Linked DNA regions of Sus scrofa: all the other regions are linked to region 3. The links are chromatin contacts, called in public HiChIP or PLAC-seq maps. All regions are on one chromosome and are shown on one strand. The core of a region is the stretch at or near the end of the contact, and the rest is flanking DNA. Distances in the headings are between cores, read along the strand shown. Region 1 overlaps STARD13 (stAR-related lipid transfer protein 13). Region 2 holds the start of STARD13 (stAR-related lipid transfer protein 13). Region 3 overlaps STARD13 (stAR-related lipid transfer protein 13).

Region 1 (3,665 bases), core at 447-2,946, 79 kb before region 3:
CATGTAGCGTTTGGATCGCTTAGTCAAGCTCATAACAGGATGGGCAAGAGGAGGGGATTAAAACTAAAACTCTTCCAAGTATCTCACATAAAAAAGGTTTGGGGAAGAAAGGGATGCAGAATCCTGGGTTATATCAAGATATTTTATATTAATCTTAAATGTTCTTCACTCACTCCTTTCCTCTCTATGCAGAGCATAATTAGGAGGTGTCTATGGGCAGAGCTATTGGTGGATGTCAGCAAGCAAAGTGTATGGGAAAGGCTTCATCCTTTTCTCTTCTGGAGCTCTTGAGGCCTGATATGTCAGCCTTTTTAGGGCTGGATAAAGGCTAGAGATAAGGGTTAAGGTGCACCTTCACTATTCAATGTCAGTAGGAAGTACTGCTGGTTGCCCATGAAGCACAGTTGTTCCTGAGATGTTTTCAGAGGAAAAAGTGGGTAGTCTGTGATACTCAAGCAAACTAATGACAACCTTTTTCTGTTATGTAGGTTCAGAATCCTTTCAGTTTGCTCATTAAAAAGAGAGAAAAATATGTGATATATACTTTTGATATACAAGGAGGAAAAAAAAAAAAAATCATTGACAGTGAAACAGACCCAGCTACCCAGGTAGGGCCAGTAGGAATGACACTTACTACAGCGCCTAGGACAGTAGCACCCCTTTTCAGAAGGGAAGGTTTTAGGGATCAACTTGACATAGATATAGAAGATCAACATATGATGATCAGTCTGCAAGTATTTGTTACCACCTTCAACATACTCAAAAGACGCATATAACCTTTAACCTTTTTAGGTGACGGAAATGGAGTTTGTTTGTTTGTTCATTTTAATTTAGGTAATCCAAATACCTTAATCCTTTGAAAACATACACATTTGGAAAACCACCTGTAACATCTCTTTAACACTGAGTGAAAGATAAAAAAGCAGTGAGATCAGTGGGGGATAGGAAGGCGATAAAACAGTACATATCTCTCCCTAAAGAATTTACATGAGTAATTTCAAGATGTTTTTGTGAACAAGTTGGAGAATTTTTTTTTTAAGTAGAAAGAAACAGTCTTGATGAATATCTTGACTTTGAAGCTTGAATTTGAATTTTCTCTTCGACGGTACCTTTTGGGTTTGGGCTTGATATAGCTGCATCATAAAAACACACACTGACAAAATCTATTAAGAAGTTTTAATTCTGGATAAAGTAAATCTGGTGTCTGAGTTAGGTATCAGCCCTCACTCTTGGCATAAGGAGCTTTTGTTATGCAGGAATGCCCCAGCTGGGGAAATGCCAGTTAATAGATTCAGACAGAAGGATTTTGATGAGCGGCTGCACTGTTCACACCCCTTTAGCAAATGTTTTCGAATATTCTCAAGTAACACCCTTAACTTGAAAACAAATATGGATTTGCTTACTTTAGAGTCAATGGTAATTATTATCATTAGGAGTATATACAAATATCTTCTGTTTTTGCATATTCAAGGGCTGAATTCATATGTCACATTATATCTCTAGACCTTTGGCTGCCTTGTACATACAGAGAAAACACACGTCGAATTTAAAACAGGCTTTGGCAGAAAATTATTTCAGCTGTTGTGAAATACGGCACTCTTTAAAACAACTTCCCTCCCCCTCAAGTCCAAGTGATCGTCAGCTGTGGAAATAGCTTATGAAATTCCCAAGAGGGATGCAAGAAGATCCGTCATTCCTTTGTCCCCAGTGGAGACTGTGAAACCAGACCAAAGGGGATAACATTAGGAGCGACATCAGGCTGGCCAACGGGCAGGGAAGAGGGCATTTCTCACCAGAGCTGTTTTGTGGGGTCCAGCGGTCTCTTCGTGAGCATGAGTTACACCTCTGGCCACGTGTTTGGTCAAAGCCAGTTCTTCCCTGGGACTAACGTAATTGAAGGCCAGAGACTCGGGTTGAAAGTGTAGGAAAATGAGAAGGCAGGAGATACGAGGAAATGCTTGGAGGTGGAAGTGTGTGTATGAACATACCGAGTGCATTTTCAGGGGGCGAGGCGCTTTGCCGCGCGTTGTGGGTACAGCTGAAAAGCAAGGATCTCCTAAATCTTGCTGTCAAGGGATAGACTGACTGTATACCATCAAGAGCACATTTAATTTTTTTAATTACCGTTGTGGAAAGGGCCAGGTAGGGGAAGGAGGGTGCCCTGGGCGTGTAGCAAGGGGACCGAGCGTGTCTGGAGGGCTGGAGAACGCTCCCTCCGGAGCAGCGTTTGAGCTCAGTTCTAGAGCGCAGTATCATTCCTTAGCATTCAGGTTTTTCAAAAGCATTTAAGTCAATGGGCACAGCGTATGGGAAGGGTCGGAATCAGGAAAGCTCTTGGGTCAGAACAGGGATTGGAAGGCAACTGGTGTGACTGGAAACAGAGAATCGGTAGGGGACAAAGCTGACCGGCGCCGTTCACACAGCATTTCACCTTCCTGGGGGGCCTGCTTCACTTTTATTCTGTGTGTGCATGGTAGTGGCTCTGGTTGGTGCTATTCATTTTCTGGCTGAAAGAAAGAATGTTGTGACTTCAAAATTATTCTCTTATTCTGTTACGGTTTTTACCTGTCTCTGTCTCCATCTCTGGTTGGTTTTGTTTGTTTGTTTGTTTGTTTTTAAGTGTATGTTTCTTGTGTCTCGTAAAAAAAGTCATAATGGCATGGAAAATTTAATATCTACCGTGCCTTGCATATCTTTCAAAAATTGGAATATCAGTTCAAATTCATAGAAATGTGAACTAACTTAGGTTATCATGGGATGTGTTGATTTAGGTTTTAGATAATGGCTATCTCTTCTTTCTAACTTCTGGAAGGCTTGGTTTAGAAAGAGGAAAAGCAATCAACTCTTGTGTACCAAAATAGAAGGCTTTCCAGATCCTATTTATGAATAGCTGAATGGCTTTTCCGCAGATTTTACATCACATCTGCATGTGCAGCAGCTGCTAGGTCATTCCTAAAACTCTAGCATTTGTTCATATTTTAAGATGCTCAACATTTTTATGAACAGATGTAAGTGTGCAAGTTTTATTTGAAGAAAATGCCTTTCCAAGTTGCAAAATATAATTTCTGTTTCATTTGATAGGGAAATGAAAAATATGAGGTATGTTTTCTAATGTACTTCTGGTGGTTTAACTTCTCAGCCAACCATGTAGAGAACAGCATAAACCACAGACGTTGGGCTCCTTCCACCTGTCAGACAAGGTTTTACTGACGGCATTGTCTTGAAGACTCGTGTCACTAAGACTCAGGGCTGTTTATTTGTACACTGTGTACATCATGGAGAAATATAAGCCATTCTTGCTGACTGTCATCGTCAGATCGCAAAGTTATAGAAGTGAGGCTAGAGACAGTGATGAGTAGTGATACGAAATTGGTAAATGACGTTGGTTTCGAAATGAGAGAGAGTGTTTGTTAGGCAGTTGCTCACATGCTAATGGCAACACTGTGATTGATGAATGGTGAATGGATGGGATCCGCTGGACACCTGCTTTGTTAAGGACATTCTTTTGCTCACAGGTCATGGCAGAAGGGGCGGGGGAGACAGAGAGAGAGAGGGAGAACACAGTCTCTGCAAATCAATAAAAATTGAACCTGATGGACAAAATAAGTATTTTTGATGACACTTAAAAAAAATCACAAAAATTACCAATGAATGCTCTACCGAGT
Region 2 (4,017 bases), core at 892-3,391, 99 kb before region 3:
CCTGAGAAATGGGAGTGGATGCCAAGGGCCTCTATAAAAGTCTCTAAGTAGCCCCTTAAGTTTAGAACCTTTGCATTTGTGGCGGCTGCATCCGCACAGCTGTAAGACTTCCTCCAGCAGTGCCAGCAGCCAGGCAGGCAGAGAGAGCTGTGCTGTGCTGTGTGGCACCTGTTCTGGGCAAATCATTCCAGTCTTTCATCTGGCTTCCCTTGGACAGTCCTGAATTCATGGACCCTTCAACAGCCAGAACGAAACAAACTTGCAAAGCCAGAATTTATCTTCAAATTAGTCATTTAAGGAAAACCCCTAACCCTTGACATCTGGATATAAAACGTATTAAAATGGAACGTATTAGGGGCCCTGGATTTTAGAGCTAAATGATAAGCGAAATAGCCGGACTGTTCCTTGTAATGTTCTATTCCTGGGCATATAATGTTACAATTACTGCCTCTGTTTGATTCGATTAGAGATCTTTTTTTTTTTAAGCTAAATACATGGCTTTCCTGGGAATGCAACTGTGAAACGTTTTGTCGTTACACCGTACAGCAGTCACTTTAAGATAACACAAATCGTGCTTCTTGTAGAGCACTTCCTTACCACTGCATGCATACAAAACAGGAGGTAATCAAAAGGGTATTTGGCAGGGGTCCAGAAAGCAATCTGGGTTAGTCTGTAACTGGCTGCCGTAGTTTCAAGTCCACTTCTGATCCATGACTTATTGCTTCATAACTGACAATTTCAAAGGTTTAGCAGTTTGGCACCAAAAAAAAAAAAAAAAAAAAAAACCAACCATTACTTTCTAGCTCATTCTGAGTGTTTCACTAGTGACCATTTTTGAATACTTGAAATAACAAAATAAAATAATAAAGATGGTTTTTACCATCATTATCCCCCCACACACACTTTCTACTAACAATACAAGCTAGTAGAGGGAATGTTTACCAAAAATGTAGAATGGTAGAGGGGATACTTCAGGTGGCTGTTAACTTCCACTCCTTACGTCAAGAACAATTTATATAACAGAGGACTGAAGAACTTTCTTGAATTGTTAAACTTTACATGGGGCACCTGAAATTAAATAAAAAATAGAAGACAGCTAACTAAACTTGGGTTATTTAGCAGCCTGGTACAAAGACAAGAAGAAGAAATGATATTCAAGCCATTTTACTGTTTAAATAATTCGGAAATTCCCTTTTGAAATACTTCAAGTTCCCTAGCCAAGCTTGAGACGTATGACATCAACTCATCACATCATGGAGTGACATCAAACATGGTCAAAATTACTTTCTCTAAGGTCCTCCAAGCCCTTTAAAAGCAAAGCCTTAAGAATAACAGGACACTCTGAGGCCTGAGCTAGTACTGTCTTCACCTTTGGGGTAAAGTTTGAGAGCCCAGGGAAATGAGCCGGACCCCACCGCCTCCTCAGGTATTTCTTAAAGAGCCAGTGTATTTCCTCCCTCTTACCTGAAGGAATCAGGGTTGCTTTCTAATTATAAGCCTACGTCATGTTATTGGTTAAACTCCCTCCAAATTCTTTTATTTTCACATTTCACTTCCTCATAGTATCTACTTTTTAAACTGCATACCTATTCGAATGCTTTACCAGAATATGTGAATCTATTTTACGCGGGTTCCTCACGGTTTGACCTTAATATTTACAAGTTATTTTCCTCTAGACTCAAAGCTATGCAATGAACAAATCAATGTGATTGTAGCTTGCAGCCAGGTAATCATTTCACTGAGGAAACCGGGAAAGACTGACATATAATACGAGAGCACCAGTATCTAACTCCAAAAGAATGTCAGCCAGACGGAGGAGCCGATTTCAAGTGACTTGAACTCGGGAAAACTGTGATGAGTTATTTCGGCACCAGCTGTGGCACAGTTTTAAATTTTTGTAATGGTTGGGATGGTGGCGGTTTCTCAGAGTGAAAAATGGCAAATATCAAGAAATGGGAGGACGAGGGTACAGCCCCTGTGTCTGAGGGAAAATGAAAAGCGGGGTGGCGGGGGCGGGGTGTGGACGCCCAGTAATTGGGGGCCGTCGGACCCAGCAGGAGGAGGAGGGAGGGGGCGAGAGCTCTCTGGGGGAAGGAGTGGGGCGCTGGACCGTCCCGGAGTGAGGGGGGAGGGAAGAAGGGAGGGGAGGGAGCGGAGGCAAAGTGGGAAAGGAGTAGCGGAGTTGACGGAGCGCAGAGGTGGCCCCTGCGCGGCGCGCTCCGTGGCGGCGCATCCCGGCCCCCGCGCGGGACGGCGGAGGACCCATGTCGCGCCGCGGCGGGGCCCGGGCCCCGGGCGGGAATCCGGCATCTGGCGTCTCGAGCCGCGGGGCGTCTGAGTTGCGGGCCACGCGGGAGTGACGGTGGCACGCCCGCGGGTCGTTATGCGGACGGAGCAAAAATGACCGGCAAACGGAAACCCTTCCAAACGCAGCTCAGGAGGTCAATCAGTGAGCAGCTGCGGGACTCCACGGCCAGAGCCTGGGATCGGCTGTGGAAGAACGTCCGGGAGAGGCGGCTGGCAGGTCGGTGCCCCGGAGACGCAGAACCGCGGGGGCGGGAGGAGGCGCCGGCCGGGTTGCCCGCCCGGCCCCCGGCCCCCGGCCCCGGCCCCGGCCCCGGCCCCGCTTTGGGCAGCTCGGGTTTTCCTAGTCTGGGGTTGGGCGGAGGAGGCTGCTCACACCACCCTTGCCGGGCGGGCGGGAGCGTCAGGCTCGCCGCTTTCCCCGCGCAGAGGCCGGGTGGGTGTGGGCTCCACCCCGTGCGCTCTGACAGCCGCGGGCCGCTGCACGCGGGGCGGGAGCCCGCGCGGGGTTACCTGGCCGTGTCCTTAGGGTGGCCTGGCCCCCGCTCCGCCGCCATCCGCCCCACCCCAGCCCGATGAATGAATGAGTGGCCAGCCCAGCTGGCCTTTTGGGAGGGCAGTCCCTCTCCCAACTTCTCCTTTTCCACAAGGGATGTGTCCACTGCTTGTGTGTGTGTGTGTGTGTGGTGGGGGGGGGGGGGAGGTCAAAACAAGACTAGGGAGCGTATCCTGAGCTCTGGGAGACCAGATGTTTGTAGGGGCAGGAGGGGAGGATTTGGGGAAAGACAGGTGGACAGTTGGTGCCTGTAGGTAGCTGCCCACAACCCTTGCCAGCTGTGGATCAGACTCTCCTCACTTAGAGACTGCAAAAGATAGGCCTCCCTTTTGTAATCCATCGCTGGCGAATCAGAGGAAGAGAAGAGGTGATTGATTATTCTGAGCTCAGAGGTCCTTAAGAATCCTTGCTTAGGTCAGAAGGCCAGTCCCTTCCTTAGCACCTCCCTCATCCTCCTGGCTGCGGTCCTTCTTCTGTGCGTGCTCCTTGGAACTACTTTCTGGCAGGACCAGGAAAGCAGTCAGTGGTCTGAGGCTCCTCAGAGCCCATGCTGGGAACATTAGGTGGGGTTAGTCACCGCAGCATACCTGTCACAATAAGGGGAGGTGGCCCCACTGCACAGCACAGCTCACTGGCAGAGTAGGATTTAGGACTGCTTCTCCCAAGTGTTAGGTGTGGAGGATGTTTCTGGAAGTGGGGGAAGTGTGGAGGGAAGGGCCCCTGAGCTGACCATGAGTCTAGCGTCTGGATCTTCTTGCCTCCTGTCTCTCCAACAGTATCTTCTGAGTGGGCCAGTGACTACAGGGGCGGAAGAGAGGTCTAGAGAAGAAGAAGGTGTGAAACCTGGACAGAGGGCAGGGATGCCAAGGGTGAGAAGGAAGATTTCACCTTGTCTGGGCTCCTCCCCCTTTTCCTCATTGAAGAGCTGTAGAAGTCCTTTGCTAGAAGTTCTGTCCTTACACCCGCACAGGCACCTCTCTCAATCAGTCAGCATCCTGGAGTAGAGGCCCAGAGTCTGTATCTCCTTGAGCTAGGTCTTTGTCAGCCTACCTGGTCAAATTAGAGGGAGCGATTACAGATGATTCCACCATGCATTATTGTCAGCAGAAAATGTTCACCCTGAATTTTCTCTTCAAGACAGTGGTCCCATGTAGTAG
Region 3 (4,144 bases), core at 367-2,866:
CCAGGACTTCGGTTCTAAAACCAGAATGATAGATCACCTTACACATGGCCGTCTTAAATTTTATCTCCTTTAAAACTAATGTCCCAGAGTTCCTGCTGTGGCACCGAACCTTGTGGCTTAAGAATCTGACTGCAGTGGCTCAGGTCACTGCAGAGGTGTGGGTTTGATCCCCAGCCTGGCACGGGGGATTAAAGGATCTGGATGTTGCTACTGCTGTGGCATAGGTCATTGCTGTGGCTCACATTCAACCCCTAGCCCAGGAACTTCCATATGCTGCACGTGCAGCCAGTAAGTAAATAAGGAAAATCAATGGCCCAATCTCTGCAGTGGGAGTTAGGGGTTATTTTTTCTCTTCCTTATATACCCACAGCATTCTGATTACACCTCCGTCTTAGCCCTTCTCCAAATTGTCTCCCAGTGTTTCTATTGTCTTCACCAGATTTTTAGCATCTTGCACTTGTGGTCCTTGTCTTCTCCACAGTATCTAGCTGGTGCTTTGCATGTCAGGGGTATACTGAAGAGTCTTTTGCTTGAACTGAAGAAGCACATAATTCAGACACAAAATGAGTAAAGAGTGAGTCTTGGCATCATAATGGACCAAGCATACAGTGTTTTAGAACAGATGGTGTGAGGGAGTTCCTCTCATGGCTCAGCGGTTAACGAGCCTTCTAGGATCCATGAGGATTCGGGTTCAATCCCTGGTCTCGCTCAGTGGGTTAAGGATCTGGTGTTGCTGGGAGCTGTGGTGTAGGTCGAGGACGCAACTCAGATCCCGCATTGCTATGGTTGTGGTGTAGGCTGGCAGCTACAGCTCCCAACTGGACCCCTGGCCTGGGAACTTCCATATGCTACGGGTGCAGCCCTAAAAAGCAGGGGCGGGGGGGAAGAGATAGGATGATTCTCAGATGAATTAACATATGGATAACAGGGAAGAGACTGAGATTTCCGCAAAAGACAATTCCGTGTATCAAAAAGCAGACATAGATTGGAAGGATAATGGGGGGGAAAAAACAGTGGGTATATTTTACAAAAGATTGTGAAATCGCCGCTCTTAATATCGTTCGGCATTATCCCACCATCCGTGTGTCTCAGCTTAAGGTGAAGATTTTCTGAAATGGGGCCGGATGAGGACACACTGGAGGCAGGGTTCGGGTGGACATCTCTGGAAACCCAGGGGACTGGGATGAGTGGTTGCCATGGTTCCAGCCGAAGTGCCGCACCCATTTTTCTTTGTAACCAAGGTCAGAGGCGCTGGCTTATTCCTGTCCACATTGTGATTGTTGAGGTTTAGAAGTCAGGCAGGACTGTGGCAACATAAAGCTCACTAGCAGCAGACAATGATATTACTTTATAATTGAATGCTTTTCCCACAGAGGACTTGATGGGGGACACAGAGACTCCGAGAATCCCCCTTTGCCATGGTCTTCAGCACAGGGCCATGGCTCCGAGATCCTTCCCCTATCATGTGGGCAGACCCTCTGCTCGCAGTCATTGCAGATTCACTTCCAGGAGTCATAGCGTCTCCCTGTGTTCTTGCACATCTTTGAAATGCCCCAGGCAACTGCTCCTCCCTCCAGTGGAGCCGCCACAGCAGCTGTGGGCTGCACCAGGCCTGGTCTCTGCTCCGTTTCTGGCAGCAGGCAACTACCGCCAAGCCGCTCTCCCCAAAAGCCTGCATATTGTAAACCCATTAAGGCTTAACTCCTAGGGGACAACAAAGAGAGCTGCCTTTGTGAGCTCTGTGTGGGATCACAGAGGCCTCTGGCACCTGGCTTGTCCTCAGGCCCGGGGTGATCTGCAGGGAAAGTTACAAGCTGCCGAGGGAATATTTTCACAGGTTTTCCAAACAAAGGGTTCTTTCTTCAAACTCAGCCGCAACTCTTTTCTGATTGCTAATTAACCAAGCCTAGTGAAAAACAGGCCGTTTCGGTAAATAGATGAGAGGTGGTGTGTGTGTGTGTACGTGTGTGTGGTGTGGTGGATGTGCACGCTGATGTGCTTTTGTTTGTTTTTTGACACATGACAAGAGGCCCTGTTTTGAGTCTGACGGGGTGGTGAGCCTGTGGCAGGGAGGCTTCCCTCCTGTTCACTGCTGCTGTGCACACAGTCAGGCTGCTGTCGTCTTTGCGGATTGGATGTGCTTGGCGTTTGGCTTGAAGTCGCCCTCTCTCCCTCCACGTGGAGGGTCTCTTTCGCTCTGGGTCTCTGCGTTGCCACTGTTCCTCACCTGCCTCCCCATTGGCTCCCTTGGAGCCGCCTTTTAGGCAGCCCCTCCTTGGCCCTTCGAGGGTCTGCAATAGGACTTTGTTTGCTCTCCCTCCCAGGAACCTTCCCTGGGGGCCTCTATGCCTTTTGTATGTGGTATGTGCTTGAGGATCTGAAAGCCCCCTTTCCTCAGAAGCCCCCCTGCCCCCCCCCAGGACACTGGTAATTATTATAACTGCTCTTTCACCACATGGTGCGTGTTGCCACCTGGTCCGAGCCGGCCAGAGCCTGGTGGCTTTCTGGATGGTTGCCGAAGGCTTCCAAACCCTACCTCTTGTAACTTAGCTTTTCCAGTTACGTGTTAGGAGTTTTGTAAGTTTCCCACCTCAGTGTCCTGGAGCTTTGAAGGAAGGTTACGTTACCCACCATTAAGGTGCTTTTTACGAGGTTATCTATCCGTTTGATCTTTGCCTTACTGATACTGGATCAATACTACTTGTTAATTCTGGCCTTTTTGGTTGCGAGACTGTGGTGGGGGAAAAAAGCTCTTCACAGGCCTCTAGTGGACATGTGGTGGAACTTCGGGAAGCTTGTATTCAAACGTATAAAACTGGTGTGACCTACGGGCACCAGGCAATCCCCCAAATGTATTCTTCGTCAGGCTTTTAATTCAGTAGCATAGTGGTGTGTTTGAAGGCATGGAAAATAGGAACAATGGTGAAGTCACAGTCTTGGTTGACTTTAACCACAGGGTGCAGTGATCAAGTTGTCAGCTGTTCCCTCCTGTCAACTGGAATGAGTTTCTTTGTCCATTTAGTCTCTATTTTATAACAGCAGCTGAATTTTAACATCGAATCATTTTAAATCAACTGTACTCTTAATTCATTTTTTTTAATCAAGAATTTGAAGTCTCTGGCATGTTAATAATTTCCGTATGTAACTGTTTCATCTCAAAAGGGTTGGAACTATTGTCCCTCTGCAGAGACCTGTGTGGGATGTCGTGTCACGAGGCACCCCCAGCCTTCCCCAAAGACCATAATCCAGCGGGGTTCTCTCCAGCCCTCAGGGATCTTCCACGAGCCCTTGTCTCCTCACACGGTGCCTTGCTCTTGACCTTCCCTTTGCCTGAAATGATGCCTTTTTTCTGCTTCCTCCCCACCTGGTGAGAGTCTTCACATCCTTAGAAACCCAAGTCTGTTGTTTTCTGTATAACTGCCCTCTGCACCCCCAGCTAACAGAGTTAACCTCTTCTGTGCCGTCCACTTTTACCGTCTATCACATGTTCAGCCACACATTCAGGTGGTTGCCTTCACTTGCAAAGTATATATTTCTGCCGCCTGGGCGTTGGGGTCTGCTGCCTGGGCTTTGGGATCCCATCAGTTAACACAGTGTTGTGTTTTGCATTTGTCTCATCATCGCTTCATCTGAGGGCCCTAGCACAGCTCCTGCACTTAGGATAGATTGTCAAATTGTTAGCCGTGCTTGTCCTGGGTAAAGCTGGAAATTAAGGAAGACTGCCACTTTCTGTCCTCGGTATCTCTGCATCCAGCACCCCACCTCCCTTCTTGCTCCCCCTCCACACGCATCTCTAACTGAGAGTGATTTTAAGGCCCTGAATTACCTTGTTCAGGGTATTTAAAATGTAAACCTTACCTTGAATTTGAAATGAAATGCTTAGCCCTATTCAAGCAACTCTGCTAGTGAAATAAGTGTTTTGTGGGGTGGAATCCCTGGCTCTGAATATGCAGTAATAACTGTCTCTTCTCCCTAAGAACTAGACTGGCTTCATTCTTTTGCAAGGGGGCCTCCCTGCCACCTTTTGGGTTAACCTTGCAAAATATTTTCAAGGTATTGACGTGGAATGTCGTTCTGGAACAAATTATCCCTAGGTTTTAATCAGTATAGAATTGAGCCACCCGAGATACTTTAAGTGGTGTAT

Evidence for each region. HiChIP or PLAC-seq counts read pairs in DNA pulled down with a chosen protein or histone mark.
Region 1: an H3K27ac HiChIP or PLAC-seq map of skeletal muscle shows a contact between it and region 3, with 3 times the contacts expected there. The contact joins two enhancer-like sites. A contact is called at or near these places in 2 of 47 Hi-C or Micro-C datasets (liver and skeletal muscle) and 1 of 2 datasets of contacts at active chromatin or transcription factors (skeletal muscle).
Region 2: an H3K27ac HiChIP or PLAC-seq map of skeletal muscle shows a contact between it and region 3. The contact joins the promoter of STARD13 here to the enhancer-like site in region 3. A contact is called at or near these places in 11 of 47 Hi-C or Micro-C datasets (embryonic fibroblasts, epiblast stem cells, fibroblasts and 5 more) and 1 of 2 datasets of contacts at active chromatin or transcription factors (skeletal muscle).

What each region holds. Positions count from the first base shown.
Region 1 is chr11:9,715,767-9,719,431 of Sscrofa11.1, reverse strand. All of the region lies in intron 1 of STARD13 (stAR-related lipid transfer protein 13), which reads left to right. Among named protein-coding and RNA genes, the nearest start is that of STARD13, 21 kb to the left of the region's middle. Within about 2 kb of position 1,696, at least 7 of the 83 cell types and tissues checked have an H3K27ac peak or open chromatin away from gene starts, as enhancers often do. A contact at or near this core is called in skeletal muscle, where this site is marked.
Region 2 is chr11:9,736,494-9,740,510 of Sscrofa11.1, reverse strand. STARD13 (stAR-related lipid transfer protein 13) reads left to right here and starts at 2,141. Exons shown (of 18, transcript XM_021065185.1): 1 at 2,141-2,524. The coding sequence starts at 2,401.
Region 3 is chr11:9,636,658-9,640,801 of Sscrofa11.1, reverse strand. The region is part of intron 1 of STARD13 (stAR-related lipid transfer protein 13); the gene reads left to right. Among named protein-coding and RNA genes, the nearest start is that of STARD13, 100 kb to the left of the region's middle. Within about 2 kb of position 1,616, at least 34 of the 83 cell types and tissues checked have an H3K27ac peak or open chromatin away from gene starts, as enhancers often do. A contact at or near this core is called in epiblast stem cells, liver, retroperitoneal adipose tissue and 1 more, where this site is marked.